Regions from separate parts of the Mus musculus genome. Here regions 1, 3 and 4 are each linked to region 2. The links are chromatin contacts, called in public HiCAR-type and promoter capture Hi-C maps. All regions are on one chromosome and are shown on one strand. Each heading gives the region's core, a stretch centred on a gene start, on an enhancer-like site or on the middle of the called end of the contact. The rest is flanking DNA. Distances are from core to core; before and after follow the strand shown. Region 1 holds the start of Rhobtb3 (Rho-related BTB domain containing 3). Region 2 holds the start of Ndufs6 (NADH:ubiquinone oxidoreductase core subunit S6). Region 3 holds the start of Arsk (arylsulfatase K). Region 4 holds the start of 8030423J24Rik (RIKEN cDNA 8030423J24 gene).

Region 1 (4,105 bases), core at 1,513-4,012, 2.6 Mb after region 2:
CTGGTTTCTAGAAATATGAGGAAATCCATGTGTCCCAGCCCTTGTAAATCAGTTCCAGGATTTCCCTGGGATGTTACACAACAAACTTGAGGGGGCCCACACTGGAGAGTCAAGCTTATCTTTTAAAACACAAAATCTAAGTTCCTACAGGGAAACAAGAACTTGATTCATTCTGTTTGATGAGTGTGTGCAGGTCCTGCACTGGTGTAAATCTTGACTGACATGAGAAACTCTCCCATGCTTAGTGTAAGTACTATATGACTGCACTAAAGCTGTAATATGCACTTTATTATGGCAGCTATCGCTTTTGGAGCACCTAGAGCCACCATACTTGGGACTTTACCCTTCAGCACAGCTCTAGGATAGATAGGGAAAATAAGCCTGAGAGGGGGGTGAGCAATTTACCAAAACCACATATAGTGAGAGCATGGGGTGTGAAAGCTGTTCCTTTTGTTGTCCAAAGCGCTGTTTGATATTCCGACTCAGTACATATGCCAGTCCCAGCTGACAGGCATCACCAACCTTCATATTTCTGGCAGAATTTACTTGCATTCAAGAGGAAGACCCAGAAGCTCAGAGTGAATAACTGCCTATTTAATTCACTGCGCTTGAGGGCTCATCCAATCTGGGAAGTTGTACCCAGTGACGAATGTGTCGTCACAGACTGTGAGCACACACAATTGGAATTCCCTTTATAAACCATGACAGTCAAGATGTGACAAGAGTCAAGACCACAAAGCTTATTTTTCACCCATTTTGAAGATTTTGTGTTATCTATTTTATTCTTATAAAATGGCTGGCTCTTGGCTAAATGGACACAGGCAGGAAAGGGTTAACTCTCAAATTAAAACAAAACAAAACAAAAAGCAAATCCCAACATCCTAATTCATCTTCTCTTATGTTTTCTGTGTCTACTCCATTGATTCATTGCACATTTATTCAACAGTATACTGAATAAGTAATACTTTTAGGCTACAAAATCTTTCATAATAAAAGGGCTCAAAGTAACTGTGCCTACCAGTCCTCCCTAGTGGCATCTTTTGATACTGTCATCACTGTCATACTTGAAGGTTAGGTAGCATCCTTTCATTTATTTCAGCACACTGATATGAGTTTCCAGTTAAAGAGTGCTTTCTTTCCATAATAGGAAAATATGCTCAAGAAAATTTTCTCTTTACTTTTTACACATTTCTATTCAAAAGTATGCTAGTTCTCCTTAGCTCTGGTAGTTTTCTTAAAAAAAAAACTGTCTTTTTAATGTAAAAATCTCACATAATTTGTACCTTTTTTAAGACCCAAAAGTTTAAACATTTATATATTATGTATATATAGTAATCTTTAGCTGAAAAATATATAACTACAATATCAGCAAGAAATCACAGATTTAAAATTAAATGAAGACACTTGAAATACATAGTGCTACTGTGTTATGAAGATATTTGTAAGTCAGGGAGCTGTCTTCTTTGTCCTTTTATCAAACACTTCAGAGTCAAGCTACTCAAGAGACAAGCTAAGACTTATTTTATTCAACTATCATAAACATGAAGATTTATTTAAGTTCTTAGTGGTATTTCCAATTTATTAACCACTAAAACAAAAGGCTAATATATGAGCATTAGCACTATTAAAAACTAGTCTTTTCAGAGGTTAATAATCAACAAATAAGCCATTTAAAATTAGTTCTCAAATCCCATTCTTTTTTCCCTTGTTCCCATACTATTTTTGACCTGTCCCTGTCTAGAGTATTTTTGCCTACGTTGAGCTGTAAAGGGCAGTATTTATAGAACACATCTCCCTATCCTCCACGAGGTGGACATGAAAACATGACTCTTGGCCAGTGGAACTTCGCGACCCTGTTTGGGGTTGGCACATTCAACTGTCAGCTGTCCATCCACTAAAGAACAAGTCTTGAAACACAGTAACGGCTCTATATTGCCCTGGGGCCATTTTACCTTACAGACGTGACTGGGCTGCCCCCACCACCTCCAAATTGTAACAAAGGATGGGATTTGCCAAAAAATGTAAAAACACAAAAACAAACTAAAAAAACTCTCCAGGCAATCAGGAAATTAAGAAACAAGGGGAGGAGGGATCCAAAAAGGCAAGCTCCTTCCTCCTGGGCACCGCGCAGCCACTGCCCCTTACCCAGACGGGACAGTCGTGCACCACCAGCTTGACGTTCCCGAACGCACTGGCCTGGTACTCAGTGAACACCGGGCGCGCGACCGTGCTGGCCGCGTTCAGCAACAAGCTACTCTCGTCCCCCGACACCAGCGGGCTTCTTCCCAGGTATGTGCGGATGAGCCCCGACGGCCGGTTGTCCTGGTGGAACGTGTCGCCCTCGTTCCCCAACGCCACGATGTGGATGGACCTGCGGGGCCGAGAGGGGCGCGGTGAGCGGGTGGGTACAGCCAGGGCGCGTGGCACGTCCCGGACCCAGACCGTGGCAGAACGGCGACGCGTACGTACATGATCGCGGCTGGCAGGGCGGCGCGGAGATGGCAGCGGGCGGCCTGGCGGGGGCCCGGGCGACGCTCTCACTGCAGTCAGCTCATCCCCGGCCGCGGCCCTCCCGCTCCTACGACGCGGCGCTACCGACGCAGAGGAGCGGGCCGGGAGTGAGCGGCCGGCCGGGCGCTGGCAGCGCTGCGGTCCCTGGTCGCCGCTCCTGGCCGCCGCGCCTCCGCCCGGGCTCCGCCTCCGCTCGGCGGGGCCGGAGGCCCGCACGTGTCGCCCCGAGAGTCCGGCGCGCGGGGGAGCTGGCTGCTGGCCGAGGCCGCGGGACACAAAGGAGCGGTGGGCGCGGGGACGACGCCGGAGCCCGGGAGCAGCTCGCCGCCAATCCGCCTGCAGCAAGTTTCCTCAACTCGGAAGGCTGAAACCTGAGCCGGGAGCGGGGGAGGGGCGGCCTGGCCCCCGCCGGGGACCAGAAGAGAGCCCAGCCAGGAGGCAGCCCCCTGCCCACCCCGCGGTCCCGTACCCACCCCAGCCTTCGCAGAAAGTGTGTTATCGTTTTGTCAATTTACAACATGCGCTTTGGCTGTTTTGTAAAATCGTACTTGTGAAGAAGGAAAAAAAAAAAAGGCAACATTCATGCAGCTGCAGAAAAGGTTCTTTGTTCACGCACCAATTAATTTGCGGGTGCCACTTTGGAAAGGTCATTTACTATTGCAAGCTATATTTGGCATATTTTAACCAAGATTGTGGAATTTGAAGTGTTGGGATTTTTAATGTGTGTGGTTTAAAAAAAAAAGAAAAAAAAAAAAAAGAAAGTTGTAGCAGTTTACTTGGATTTTTTTCAGTACACATTCCAGTTACATTATTTAATAATAGCTCACTGAAAAAGAAGGATCATGTTAATGTAAGGATATTTTAGATTCTTTCGTGATGACACACAGAAGTAAAGCTTGTGGAGGCCCCAAAAGGGCCTCAGACTACCTCCAGTATAAAACACCATGAGGACTGCTAATACTAGGACAGGCCAAAGGCTACTCTGGGGCTCCCTCATAAATATTAAAATTCTCACAAGCATCTCACACACAGTTAAGAGTTCTTGTTTATCTTTTTGATTATTTGCTCTGCTTTGAAATTGGGCTTGTTTTCTCTGTTAAGTGGACCTGTTTTGAGAACTAGATGTTTAAAAGGTCCTGGGAAGACTGAGGAAAACAAGAAGCTGGGAGATGGCCACAACTGTTTATTAGGAATCAGTATTGCTCAGCTGAGACAGAATTAGCTTCCTGTCCATAGACAGGGCAGGGCAGGGGGCGTTCTCTATGTAGTTTACTTAGTCCTCTCTGTTCTTTGAGATAGGTCTTCCCTCCTCAGCCTCCCAAATAGCTGTAATTAGAGTCACTAGTAAAGACAAAACCAAACAAAAACAAAACCAGCCCAGGCTATATCGTGAGCTCCAGAAGAGCCAGTTACATAGTGAGACCCAGTCCTAAATAAATAAATAAATAAATAAATAAATAAATAAATAAATTTTTTCCTTTGTGTCCAAGTACAATGTTTTGTAGTTTCTGGAAATAACCATCCTGAAAGATGCAAATGTGCAGAGTCACAGTTCCTCTTGGATCAAAAGAAAGTATACGGTCTCATCAGTCTA
Region 2 (3,823 bases), core at 261-2,760:
TCTGCAGTCTGAGAGGAAGAGAAAAAAAGTTAACACAATTTGTACTTAGGACTCTGCGTTTTCTAGGGTGGTTGTGATATGTGAGGATTTCTTTAGCTTCTTCCATGTTAAGCTGGCACACACTAAGTACCACTTCCAGGAGGAGCCTAGGACCAACAATGAGGATACAAAAGAGCTACCTCAAAGCTCAAATACCTTTAAGGAACACGAGCTACCTCAAAGATGGGCCCAAGTACAAACATGAAATCCACTTGTCTCTTTACACCTCATACAGAGCTTGAAGGTATTTTTATGCAATACCTCAGTTGTGCCTGTCTTTTCATTACAATCTACCACCCAAGTCAGGCGCAGGATTCACTGTGGTACATTAGTGCTCAATACACTTCCGGCATTTGAGTTGCTCAACCTGCTTAAGTTTTACGAATTCCTCTATCTTTCACTTACCTCTTTCTGACGATCTACAAAACGAACCCTCCTGTAGTCTTTTTCATCATACACCTGGAAAAAAAAGGCCATCTATTATTCTAAATAAAGTCACATAATATTGATTGAAAATACTATAGAACGATGTTCCCCTTGGCCTATACCCATTGATGAGGAGACAGACCCACTAAGAGGCAAAATGAACTTGTACTGAACGGTCTCAGGGGATGACAGGCTGGAGTGCAGACTGGAGACAAAGTTCCTGCCCTCACAAGTAGCCAACTCCAACAGGCGCGATTTCATTTCAGCAGACATAGTTTCTCATTTTTTGGTTCACTATTATATTGAACGAACGCTAGGGTTGCTTTATACACTATTGATAGGCTATTTCTCCACTGGTGAAATGAACCAATTCAAGCCAGATTAAATTATATTAAAGGTAGGTTTATTGGGAAGCCGCTCTCAGGTGAGTTCACTGGCCCCAAGGATTGAGGCCAGAGAAGTCACCATTGGGACAGGAGGAGGGGTCGGGGGAGAGAAAGGGAGTGTGTTCAAGGAGAGGAGAAAGAGACAGGGTGGGAGAAACCAAAATGCCTGGATTATATAGGGAGGATCCTGGGCTGCAACGCCAGGTAGGGACTGAGGAATGCTGGGAGAACCTGCATGCCGGGTCTCCTTTGATATGTAAAATATGCACCTCAGTCCTCTGTCCCGGGTCCAAAACACAACAATCATTTGTTAAAACATTGAACTTAATATAAAGATATGGCCTAAAGAATGAGGAGATCCAAGTCCCAACCGAAAGCCACCAGCTAGAAACCGGAGCAGCGGGTTGCACAAGGTGAGCCCAGTAGTGCCGCGCGCTAGCCTGGCAGAAGCACACCTTGCTGCGCTCCCTGCTACCGTCAGTCTTGGGTTCCAGGCATGGCGGGCGCGGCCGTTACCTGGCCGGTATGCGTGATCTTTTCCCCGCTCGGCGACACTTGAACCCCGAAACCCCGTGCAGCCCTGGGGAGAGTCAACAGCCGGCGGAAGGTCAGCACCGCCGCCATCTTGCCGGTGACCCTTGACCCCACGCGTCGTACCAAGTGCCGGCGCAGGCGCACAGCAGTCGGCGGGGAGTACTTGTGGAACTTTTTTCGTCCTATGCCTGAGCGGCTGGCGGGGCTGGTGGTGGAACTGGATAGGATGCGGAGCTGCGGCTTAACTGTGCGCAGTGTTCAAAGGTTACTAGTGTGACAAAGGCAGGGGGTGGGGGGACGGAAACTGAAGATGCGCTGTGTGTGCTTTTATGCCAATGGAGAAAATGCAGATTTTCCGTGGGTTGGTTTGTTTTTTGTTTTCTGTTTTGTTTTGAGTAAAGAAGTAAGTTGTTCAGCAGAAGAAACAGTTTGTGCAGTCAACTCTCCTGGTCCTGTATGTTGGTGTAGGAAAGTTAGATTTCTGAGCATTTTTGCAACGCTGCAGTAGTTCAGTTTCCAGTTAGACTGCAAGGAAGTTTACCCAGCATTGGAAAGCTGTCCGGAAAAGCTCTGCTATGTAGAAAAAAACCTGATGCAAATCGTAGTCTGTAACTCTGAAGGCTGTTTTGGCCTCTCCTGCCTCATTTGAATCTGAGTCCGAACCTCCCTTGGAACGACATATACTGTCAAACCCCAAAGTAGCCTGAACAACTTTGCTCAGAGGTAGACAGGTGGGACCCCAGACTCAGAGCAGGGCCGGGTCACTAATTCCGAGAAAGTGCCAGAAGCTAGCATGTGTTGTTTGGGATCTCTTGGCCAGGATTGGAGGTTAATGACCTGGTATCTACCTTTCTGTGCTCTGCTATAGCATAAGGACTAGGTGAGTCTGAAGACGAAAGGGGTAACCAGAGAGGGCCCTAAGACACAAGGACAAAGACCTCGCCAAGTTGAAAAATGCCCCAATAAATGTGGGCCTAAGATGCCCTGGCTAGCCTTAAGCTCTGTAAGCCAGGCTAACCTAGCACTCACTGTCTTCCTGCCTCAGCCTTTGGAGTGCTGGGATTTCAGGCTTATGTCTCCACACCCTGTCCTGCAGATTTGTCTCATTCTCCCTCTTTTTAAAGGATTTATTTTATATGTATGAGTGTATACATTTATATATGGCCATGTGTGTGGTTACCTGGTACCAAGAGAAGGGCACAGGATCTCCAGACAGGTCAAGTTACAGTCCATTTGAGTAGTTGTGTGGGTGCTGGGAACAGAATGATGGTCTTCTGCAAGAGTAGCAGGTGCTCTTAGCCATCAAGCTATCTCTCCAGCCCTAAGTCTCTATTTAAACCCTAACACCCCCTGTCTGTGTATGAGTTCACACACATGTGAGTTCATACACAGGTGCCACAGAGCACATGTGGAAGTTGGAGGAAGCCAGTCTCTTTTTCCATGTGAGTTCTGGGGACTGAACTGAGGTCTACAGACTTGCATGGAAAGCACTTGTGACTCCCAGGCCATCTCTCTGACCCACATTATTTTTTTTAATTGCTAGAACTCTGGAGTCCTTTTTTCCTTTTCTTTCTTTCTTTCTTTTTTTTTTTTTTTTTTAGGCATTTTTATTAGATATTTTCTTCATTTACATTTCAAATGCTATCCCCCAAAGTCCCCTATACCCTCCTCCCTCCCCCCTCCCCAACCCACCCACTCCCACTTCCTGGCCCTGGCATTGCCCTGAACTAGGGCATATAATCCCCAAAGAAAGACCAAGGGCCTCTCCTCCCATTGATGGCCGACTAGGTCATCCTCTGCTACATATGCAACCAGAGACACAGCTGGGGGGGGGGGGCGGTGTTTACTGGTTAGTTCATATTGTTGTTCCTCCTATAGGGTTGTCAACCCCTTTAGCTCCTTGGGTACTTTCTCTAGCTCCTTCATTAGGGGCCCTGTGTTCTGGCAAATACAGAAGTGAATGCTCACAGTCATCTATTGGCTGGAACTCAAGGTATTCCTATGGGTGCTTAGTGTGAAGGGTGAGACTGGGAGTTAGAGAGAACTACATTAGCCTTAATGACAACCTACTTTGCTATACATAAAAATAAGATGGGTAGATTTACGAACCACCTGAAATCCAATGTATATGAATTAACTGTAGAAGCCCTATATATAGGAATTACCTGTACGCACACATATATACATATATACATGTATATATATGGAAATTAACTGTAGAAATCAGTAATGGTGTATGTTGGTCTTTCCACGTTCCTTGTTGCTTTTCCTAGTTCGCGGGTAGGGACTTAACTAGAGCAGTGTCTGCACTTGCTCCTCTGGCCTTTCCCATGTCTGCCAGAACGTCTCTTAATGTAAACATATGACCTGTACATTTTGTCTGAATGTTGGGTTTTGTTTTGTTTCCAATATATTCACTGTTTGCAGTTTCTTTTACA
Region 3 (4,336 bases), core at 1,503-4,002, 2.8 Mb after region 2:
ATGGGGGAGCATTTTCTTGATTAATATGGGATTAATTAATGATTGGTGTGGGAATGTTCACCTAACTGTACACAGCGCTACTCCAGGGCAGGTAGCCCTGGGTTATATAAGAAAGCCAGCTGAGGAAGCCACAGGAGCAAAGCCAGTATGCAGTCTTCCTTCGTGACTTCTGCTGCAGTTCTTGAGCCTTAAGTTCCTGGCCTGACTGGATGGAGTGTGACCTGATACTTTAAAGATGAAACAAAACCTTTCTTCCCCAGCATGTGTTCAGTTACAATGTTTTATCACAAGAGATTCCCCCACAGACATGCTCATAGGTCAGTGTGATCTAGTGATCTAGGCAATATCTCTGGGATAACTTTAGGCTCTATCAAATTGACAATTAAAGCTAGCTAGAAAAAGCATTATCCTGTTAAGTAGTAAAAAAATGACTTATCTGCTATGGCAAGGCCTTAGCATATTGTGTGCCTTATCTTACTTATCTACCACGTCAAGTTATATTATGGGAGATTCCACAGTATATATTCCTGTCCCGCTATTTACTTCTGAAACCAGTGTGGCTGCAACAGTGGGGAGGTGCAGTGTGTGTGGAAGCAGGGTTGTAGGGGGTGCCCTTGTCCTTTAAGGTCCAGGCAGAAGTGCTTTTTATCCAGATATAATTTATATACAACTTACACATTTAAAACGTGCAACTCAAAGGTTTTTAGTGTATCCAGAAAGTCATTTAGAACATTTATATTATTCCCAGGAGCACCCTTAGCCTTCACCCTGGGCTCATTTAAAACTGAGGCAATTACGAACATGCTGTCTGTCTCTACATAGCTGCTTTCTTTGGACATTTCGTATAAATGGATTCATATAAAATATAGTCTGTCATCATTTATTTTGAGGACATAGTTTTCTAGGTCCAGTCACACTGTAACAAGCATGAGTTTTGGATTTCTTTTCTGGTTGCTGAATAATACTACCAAATTCCATCTATACACTTACCAGTACATGGCTATCTAGGTTGTTTTAACTTCTCATCTTCTAGAATAATCCTGTCATGTAGAAGCTTTGGTGCAGACTATGTTTTCATTTCTCTTGGACACAAACACAAGCATACATATCTAGGAATAGAATTGCTGCATTGCATAGTAACTCTATAGTTAGTCACTGTAAAAACTGTCAAATGGTTTTCCAAGGTGGCCACACCACTTTACAAAGCATCTCAACAGCCGTGTATGAGGTTTCTAATTCCTCCATATTCTCATTAACTCTGGTTATTGTTTATGGTGTGTGTGTGTGTGTGTGTGTGTGTGTGTACTAAAGAACTGACATATTAACTGTAAAAAACAACAGGCCAAGCACAACAGTTTCATACTCTGATCATATTTACCTCCACATTCCCTCCTCCCCACCCTTGGCTCTTCCCATATCATCTCACATGACTTCCTCCTATTTTTATGCCTTTTGATTCTGGCTATCCTTATGGGGATCAATTGGTTTGAGCTACATTTCCCTAATGATTAATGAATCTAAGCTTCTTATGATGGGCTTATTGGCTATCTGTGTATATTCTGTGTAGGAATGTCTTTTCAAATCCTTGGCTCATTTTAAATTGCCTAAACCAAGATTATGACAATTTACACTTCCATTGTCTTGAAGGAGTTTTATAGCCTTAGCTTTTACATTTAAATCATTGACTAACTTTTGTTTTTACACATGGTGGAAGGCAGGACCCAATTTTGTTCCTTTCCATGTATATATTTACTTTTCCAGCACTACTTGTTTATAAGACTATTTCTGGACTCTTAATTCTACTCTACTGGTCTGAATATTTATTGTTCTGCATGTAAAGTACTATTGTGGCTATTGTAGCTTTACCATTAGTTTTGAAATTAAAAGCTTTTTTTTTTTTTTTTTAAATCAGTCTTCTTTTTCATGTTTTTTTCCCCTTCCCAATTCGAGGTCCTTTCACTTTCCATATGAATTTAAATCAAATTTAAGGTGATGCATACACAAATAACTTCTTTAAATCAGTGCTAACACAAGTATAGAATGTCTAGATTAGTGGTTCTCAGCCTTTCTATGCTGCAACAGTTTAATACAGTTCCTCATATTATGGTGACTCTCCCAACCATACGATTATTTTTGTTGTCACTTCATAACTGTAATTTTGTTAGGTATGAGTTGTAATGTAAATATCTGATATTTCCGATGGTCTTAGGTGACTTCTGCAAAAGGTGACTCGACCTCTCCCAAGGGATCGAGAGCCACAGGTTGAGAATTGCTGGTCTAGTGAATAAAGTTCAAGGAGCAAAGCCCAGGAGTTAGAGACTGGCTTCTTTCTACTACTTTATTAGTATGCACATGCGTGCTTGCAGGTGTGCGCATGCGGGACCTCTCAACCCCAGGGTCCTGTTCCCTGTGATGTTTCTCCACAGGCTCTGGGCGGTGTCTGCTCCCCGTCCTTTGGGTACTTACGAAGGAGTCACTGGCGACCAGCACCACGTTGGGCGCCTGGTTCACTTGCATCCTTTTCTTCTGTGTTCTGGGGGCCGGTGCTGCGAGTGCTAACGCTGCGACCACCGACACCAACAGCAACAGCATCGCGGGCATGGCCGTTCAGAAGCGGCTGCTGAGCGGGTCTCCTGTAGCCTGCTCTCCAGTCATGAGCAGGGGCCGGACTCTAGGGACAAGACTAGAAGTTTGGCTTACAAATACAGAAGTAAATATGAGCGGCACCTAGAAACTACACCTCCCATCAGGCCAAGGGCAGGCGCATGCGCAAAAACCAATCGCGCTCAGCCCATGTGAAGACCGTTTTAATCAAATTTCGAGCTAATGATAGCTCTGCCAGTTCCTCTCACTCAAGCGATGTCTGGGGAAGCGCGCATGCGTTGTTCAGACTTGTACTTTGTGGCAGTCCCACATGCCCAGGTGGGTTCTGATCGCTTCGGTTTTGGCAGAAGTTGAAATCTAAAGGCAGTAGAAGTGGTATTTAGGGGGAGAAAATACTGAGCATGAGCGTGATGTTACGGGCTGTCTTCCTTTTGTGCGGGGCTGAATGTTCGCTGACAAAGTGAACTTGGCGGTGATGAGGTGGCAGTGATTCTGTCACTTGAATTGGATTGGGTTGTGCCTATATGGGACTTTAGGCTAGGTCACCTCGTGTGTGGTCTGGGTAGTGGTGTGGATTTCTGCTGCGTTCCGGAACCCTAGTCAGGAAGCCCCCCTCATCGTATTTCCTCCGTTTGCCGACCTGTAAGGATTATGCTCATGTGGGTTGAAGAGCGGGCCTAATAAGTTTCAGGTTCCAGATACGGAACAGCTTGGCTGTTCTTTGTCTTTGGAGTAGCAATAGGGACCGGTTCTAAAAGGTACAGATGTGGACTGTGTGAAGTGTGCGGTTAATTGATGTATGCTCGGAGTAACATTGTTGGGTATAGAATAATCAGCTGTTCCTTTTTTTGATTGCTAGATTCCTTTGGAGAATTCTGGAAGAAGCACGTTTCTATTTTCAAGTCAAATTATTCACTGATAAGTTTCAGGTATATATAATTGTACATTACACCACTTGTGTTGATTTTCTGGCAGGAAAAGGAGGAGTAATGCTATTTATTTAAAATCTCAACTCTCATATCTGGCAGCCTTGTGTACAGATTAATTGTAATAAAACACCTTACACATCTAATACAGAGCGGTATGTGTTTAGTGTCTGTTAAGCTTTACTGTATATTTACTGTGTAGCATGCTTTACGTGGAATGTACTCCTTAATCTTCACTTAGACTACTTTACAGATGCGAAAACAGAGAGGTTAAATAACTTTTCAATAGCTTATCTAAGTAGATTACCTCCTAAACAGGGCACACTCCCCAGAATTGTGTTGAGTAAATTTGGAATGTAGGACATACTTTACAGAAACAATATCAACTGGTGCTTAGTTTTATAAAAATTACATTTGGTATTCTTTTTTTTTTTTTTTTTTTGCATAGTAATGATTCGTTGAACACAGATGATCCTTGAAGGCTCTGTTTCTGCAGGCCCTTGTTCTGAGGACAGAGCACATCCTTTTCTTCTTTCTGTAATTGCGGTGTCAGTGAGAGCAGGCGCTGTAGCAGGTTGGTGGAATAGGTATTTTAGGGACGCAGTTTCAAAGGGCTGCTAGAACCTAAGAGGTTTCTAGTACTTTTCATCAGACACGAAGTGGGGCATATAAAGGTCCTCCCTGCTAGCTTGTCCAGCCCATACTTCACCTTCCCTGGTGGGAAAACTTCCACTGAGCAGCTCGTTCTATACTCGTGGAGGTTTAAGTATTAAAAGTTCTGATTTAGAGCTGAAGACAGTCTTCTG
Region 4 (3,840 bases), core at 814-3,313, 2.4 Mb before region 2:
TATCTATAGCTCTCTGATGTCAATACAGCAAAGACCAGATTCCTACAGCCATAATCCACTCCTGTAGACATGAGAGTAAGTGTGAGAAGGAGCAGTCACTGGTAGCAGATGCTGATATTCATGTGTCCACATTGCCTTCTGATGGGTGAGAAAGTCCCCACCATACCTTCCCGTCTGCTATTTATCCGTCATGGTGAGCAGACAGCTGGCAGCCTAGCTTAGGGGAGTAAACTTCCCAGTCTGGCAACTTGGGATGTTCCTTGCCCATGACTTCTTAGTCACCTTTCAGCTTAGGCCAGAGAAGTCTCATTGTCTGACACACATTTTATTGTATCACTTTTGTAGAGAAGTCTCTTTGTCGGACACATTTTATTGTATCACTTTTGTATCACTTACTTTGTCTGTGTGATTCCTTTGACTCCTAGAGTTTGGGAGTATGGAGGAAGCAGATGGATGCCCTTAAAATGTTGCATATTGTAACGAACCATTTTCTAAACCTACAGCTCAGCTATGTATACATTTTTTTTTTCTTTTTGTTCTTTGAGTTTCTAAGACAATTCGATCTGCTTTGGTAATATTTCAACCATCAAGTATGTGCAAGTTACATATTGAACTTGACATAAAGGAGAAAGTTTCTTGGCATTCTTGGATTGAATGGTTTCCCGTTAGCTGGATGAATCTAAAACCATCATTCACTTGAGACAGACACCTAGAGTTAAATGTAGAAAAGACTTTGGCAACGTGTTCGGTAGAGGGTGATTGTTTTGACTTTGGGTTAATGTTTAATAGTGTAGATAAGTCCGTTAATGCCATGGAACTTGAGTAAGGAAGTTTTATCTTCAAGTAACTTTGGAGAAACCATAGGAGCAATTAAGGATCTGGGTTTGGAAGAATGGTCCTCCACAGTCTCCTCCCGACAGGCCTAGAAGGACCTGGCCAGAGGTATGGAGTCTCTGCACAGGCCTTTTCATGGAGCAGGATCAGACACAGGCTGCTGACAGAGGAAGCAGGTTCATTGAGAGTCCATTTGCAAAGATTTCACCTCTGTTCTCAGGACTGAAACAAAACAGAAACCTATTCAGAGAAGCAGAGCAGGACACATTTATACTACAGGTGTAAGCCTAGATCTGCAGTCTTCAGTTTTTCCGAGTAACTGAAACTCAAAACACACTGTTCACCATTGCTAGGGCTTTCATGCAAAAGCCATTCTCGGATAGCATGGGTGTGCTGTACCCTGTATGGAGAAAACAATTGAAATTCCAACAGTTTGTTTATTTGTTTGGTAGCTAATTCATGATAGATTTCTTTTTTTAAGTGACATGGGGAGTTTGAGCTGGCAGTATCTGAAGCTAGCTGAGTACTATACAAAGAATCCTGGGTGGTACACGGTTCTCTGTAATGTTAAATTCTTGTCCCACGCACAGGAAAGCTCAAGGTAGACTGCAGATGCACAGTCACGGACTCTTAGTCAATACCAAGGGTCTCTTTTGAAAGGCTCTGGCTGTACAACTAAGTGAAGATCTCTCCCACTGATTAAGTCTGCAAATAGCATAAGGTGACACAACAGCTCTGTGAAGAATGCCAGCCCAGCAGGGCCACCAAGAACACCATCTATATCCCTCTACCTACATCTACATACTGTCTACAACCCCATAGATCTGCCCTTCCTTTCTCACCTTCTTCCTCCCTACACTCCTCTTCTTTTGTTCCTTCCCCCTCTTTTTCTAGCTGGCCTTGAACTCACTCTATGGCCAAAGATGACTTCGAACTTCTTATTCTTCTGCACCTACCTCTCTAATGCTTGGGTTGCTGCTGTGCATCATGGTGCCTGGTTTATTAGGTTCTAGGGGTCAAACCTATGGCTTTCTGCATGCCAGGCAACCTAGTCGCATCTCTATGCCCCTCCCTCAAATGTTTTCTGATGTCTAAGTTGCTGAAGTTTGGATAACAGCACCAACAAGTACTATATTCTCAAGGACAGCCTTTGATAAGACAGTGAATACCATGGATTAAAACAAAGAACAGAACGTGTAGGTAATCGTTTTGGGAAGCTTTGCATCAGTGTTCCATACTGTGACCCAAGGGCAGAACTCAAGTCAGTATTAACTGAGAGGCAAATGGTGGCTGTCTCCTGTTTGATGTGCAGGCCTGGAAACCACCAGGTATTAGCTTAATAATTGCAGCTTACCCTTTGTCCACATTGCCTGGTTGCTTGATTAAGGGTGAGCGGTAGAGCTCTTCTTCCAGGCTTGGCTTTATCCTCCCAATGGATTCTTTCTGGTTCAAATCTTATTGCCAAGACTCCTGCCCCCAATTTTAGTAACTATACCAATGCTCTGGTAGGGATCAGGGCTTCTGACAGACATGGGTTGATAGCTAGTAATGTCAGGGCACAGAGGACAGACAGCCTTTCAGTGCATCCTCTCTTTTGCTGAAAGGAAGGCAGTTAGCTGTGGTTCTTCTGCAAGAGGCCAGAGCCTCCCCAGTTGTATCACTTTCTCTGCTGATCTGAAGGAAAGGCTTCTGTGAGAATGGAGTGAAATGGTGGAGAGAAGCAAGCGTTCATGGCTTCACCTGCCATCCCCTGAGGAATGCTGGCTCCGAAGCACACTGCAAGGCCCCTCAGGCAGCCTCAGTACCGAGGTGAGCACTTCTCCCTGCTACTTGTCCTTATGTTATATGTCTGTTTGTATGCTTTTAAATACCCCAATTTCTTAGAGAAGCTTTTGGATAATTCTACCTTGCAACCATCATCAAGGAAAATCAATCCAATGGCAATAAATAAATCAAGAGACAGAACAGTAGGTAGAAAGAGTTGTGTCTTCCAATACACATATACTTACAAGTATCTAAATATATGTTCGCCTCTGTGTGGACATACACACACACACACCATAGGTCCTTGAAACTCATCCTGGACTGCTTCGATGGCTGGATACTGAATGTTTGGTGAGGTGATCTATGTGTTTCCTTCGCAGACTTCCTCTCCGACTTCCGATTGCACCATGAGCAGCATTGTGGCCCATCTCCCTGTTGGCGTTCTAGCGGTGTCTGGGAGAGCCACGCACCTGCATGTGTTGTGCCAGAGGAAGAAGATTTCTATGATGGTCAACACCTGTCCCTCGCTGCTGTAAGCCCTGCCATGAGGGAAACTCACACACAGGCTGATGAACTGAGCAGAGACAATGAGAGCATGAGAAGAGAGCAGATGCCCTGGGAAGGCTCCAGCTGCCGGAGCTTCTCATTGGCGGACAGCCAGCTGCAGAGAAGGAGCAGATACTCAGTGCTGACACAGAGCTGCAGAAGGTTGCCATCGGAAAGTCATTGTATTTTTAGCAGGTTCCAAAATAGATAGCAACCATAGTTCAAATTCCTGTCTAATCCTTTGCCAGCTGTTTGAACAATCTAAAGTTTAAGATCTTACTATTCTTACCAGTTGCTTTGCAACTTAGGATGAAAACCGTGAGGTTAGGGATACAAACTACACAGTAGCATACACAATGCTGATTACTGCAGCCAAGAAAATTAACACGGAGCTCTTTGTGTGTTTGTATGGTAAGAATATTTAAAACGCATTCTTTCATCAAATTACTTGCATACAATGAAGCACTTCTTTTCCAGTTTATGTGCATGTACACATTTATTATCTATGAGGCATAAATATGTGCTTTTTGACTGTCACAGAAATACAAATTCAAGCTTGGAGGAGGAAGTTGAAGCCATTTCCTTCAGCACAAGTGCTATTTCTGGGACCCGCCTGGCAGGATTCCAAGTTAGGGGAAGGGGTCACACTTCTCCCTAGAGCCACCACACAGCAGAGAAGCTGAGGGCATCCTGCTG

Evidence for each region. Promoter capture Hi-C pulls out the DNA fragments that hold promoters and counts their contacts. HiCAR-type assays count read pairs that join an accessible place to other places.
Region 1: a contact with region 2 is called in a promoter capture Hi-C map of cranial neural crest. The contact joins the promoter of Rhobtb3 here to the promoter of Ndufs6 in region 2. A contact is called at or near these places in 2 of 39 promoter capture datasets (cranial neural crest and liver).
Region 3: a promoter capture Hi-C map of pre-B cells shows a contact between it and region 2, with 4 times the contacts expected there. The contact joins the promoter of Arsk here to the promoter of Ndufs6 in region 2. A contact is called at or near these places in 3 of 39 promoter capture datasets (liver and pre-B cells), 3 of 484 Hi-C or Micro-C datasets (CD4 T cells and CD8 T cells) and 1 of 9 other capture datasets (liver).
Region 4: a HiCAR-type map of astrocytes shows a contact between it and region 2, with 6 times the contacts expected there. The contact joins the promoter of 8030423J24Rik here to the promoter of Ndufs6 in region 2. A contact is called at or near these places in 4 of 39 promoter capture datasets (the 3T3-L1 cell line, hippocampal neurons and liver) and 2 of 115 datasets of contacts at active chromatin or transcription factors (astrocytes and stem cell-derived neural progenitor cells).

The regions. Positions count from the first base shown.
Region 1 is chr13:75,941,062-75,945,166 of GRCm38.p6, forward strand. Rhobtb3 (Rho-related BTB domain containing 3) reads right to left here and starts at 2,763. Exons shown (of 12, transcript NM_028493.2): 1 at 2,470-2,763; 2 at 2,146-2,371. The coding sequence starts at 2,471.
Region 2 is chr13:73,326,972-73,330,794 of GRCm38.p6, forward strand. Ndufs6 (NADH:ubiquinone oxidoreductase core subunit S6) reads right to left here and starts at 1,511. Exons shown (of 4, transcript NM_010888.2): 1 at 1,368-1,511; 2 at 445-498. The coding sequence starts at 1,475. It also overlaps a transcript of Mrpl36 not described here.
Region 3 is chr13:76,095,908-76,100,243 of GRCm38.p6, forward strand. It overlaps Arsk (arylsulfatase K), which reads right to left and starts at 2,753. Exons shown (of 8, transcript NM_029847.4): 1 at 2,467-2,753. The coding sequence starts at 2,601. It overlaps Ttc37 (tetratricopeptide repeat domain 37), which reads left to right and starts at 2,827. Exons shown (of 44, transcript NM_001081352.2): 1 at 2,827-2,922; 2 at 3,464-3,533.
Region 4 is chr13:70,880,885-70,884,724 of GRCm38.p6, forward strand. It overlaps 8030423J24Rik (RIKEN cDNA 8030423J24 gene), which reads left to right and starts at 2,064. Exons shown (of 3, transcript NR_157373.1): 1 at 2,064-2,162; 2 at 2,515-2,643; 3 at 2,979-3,619.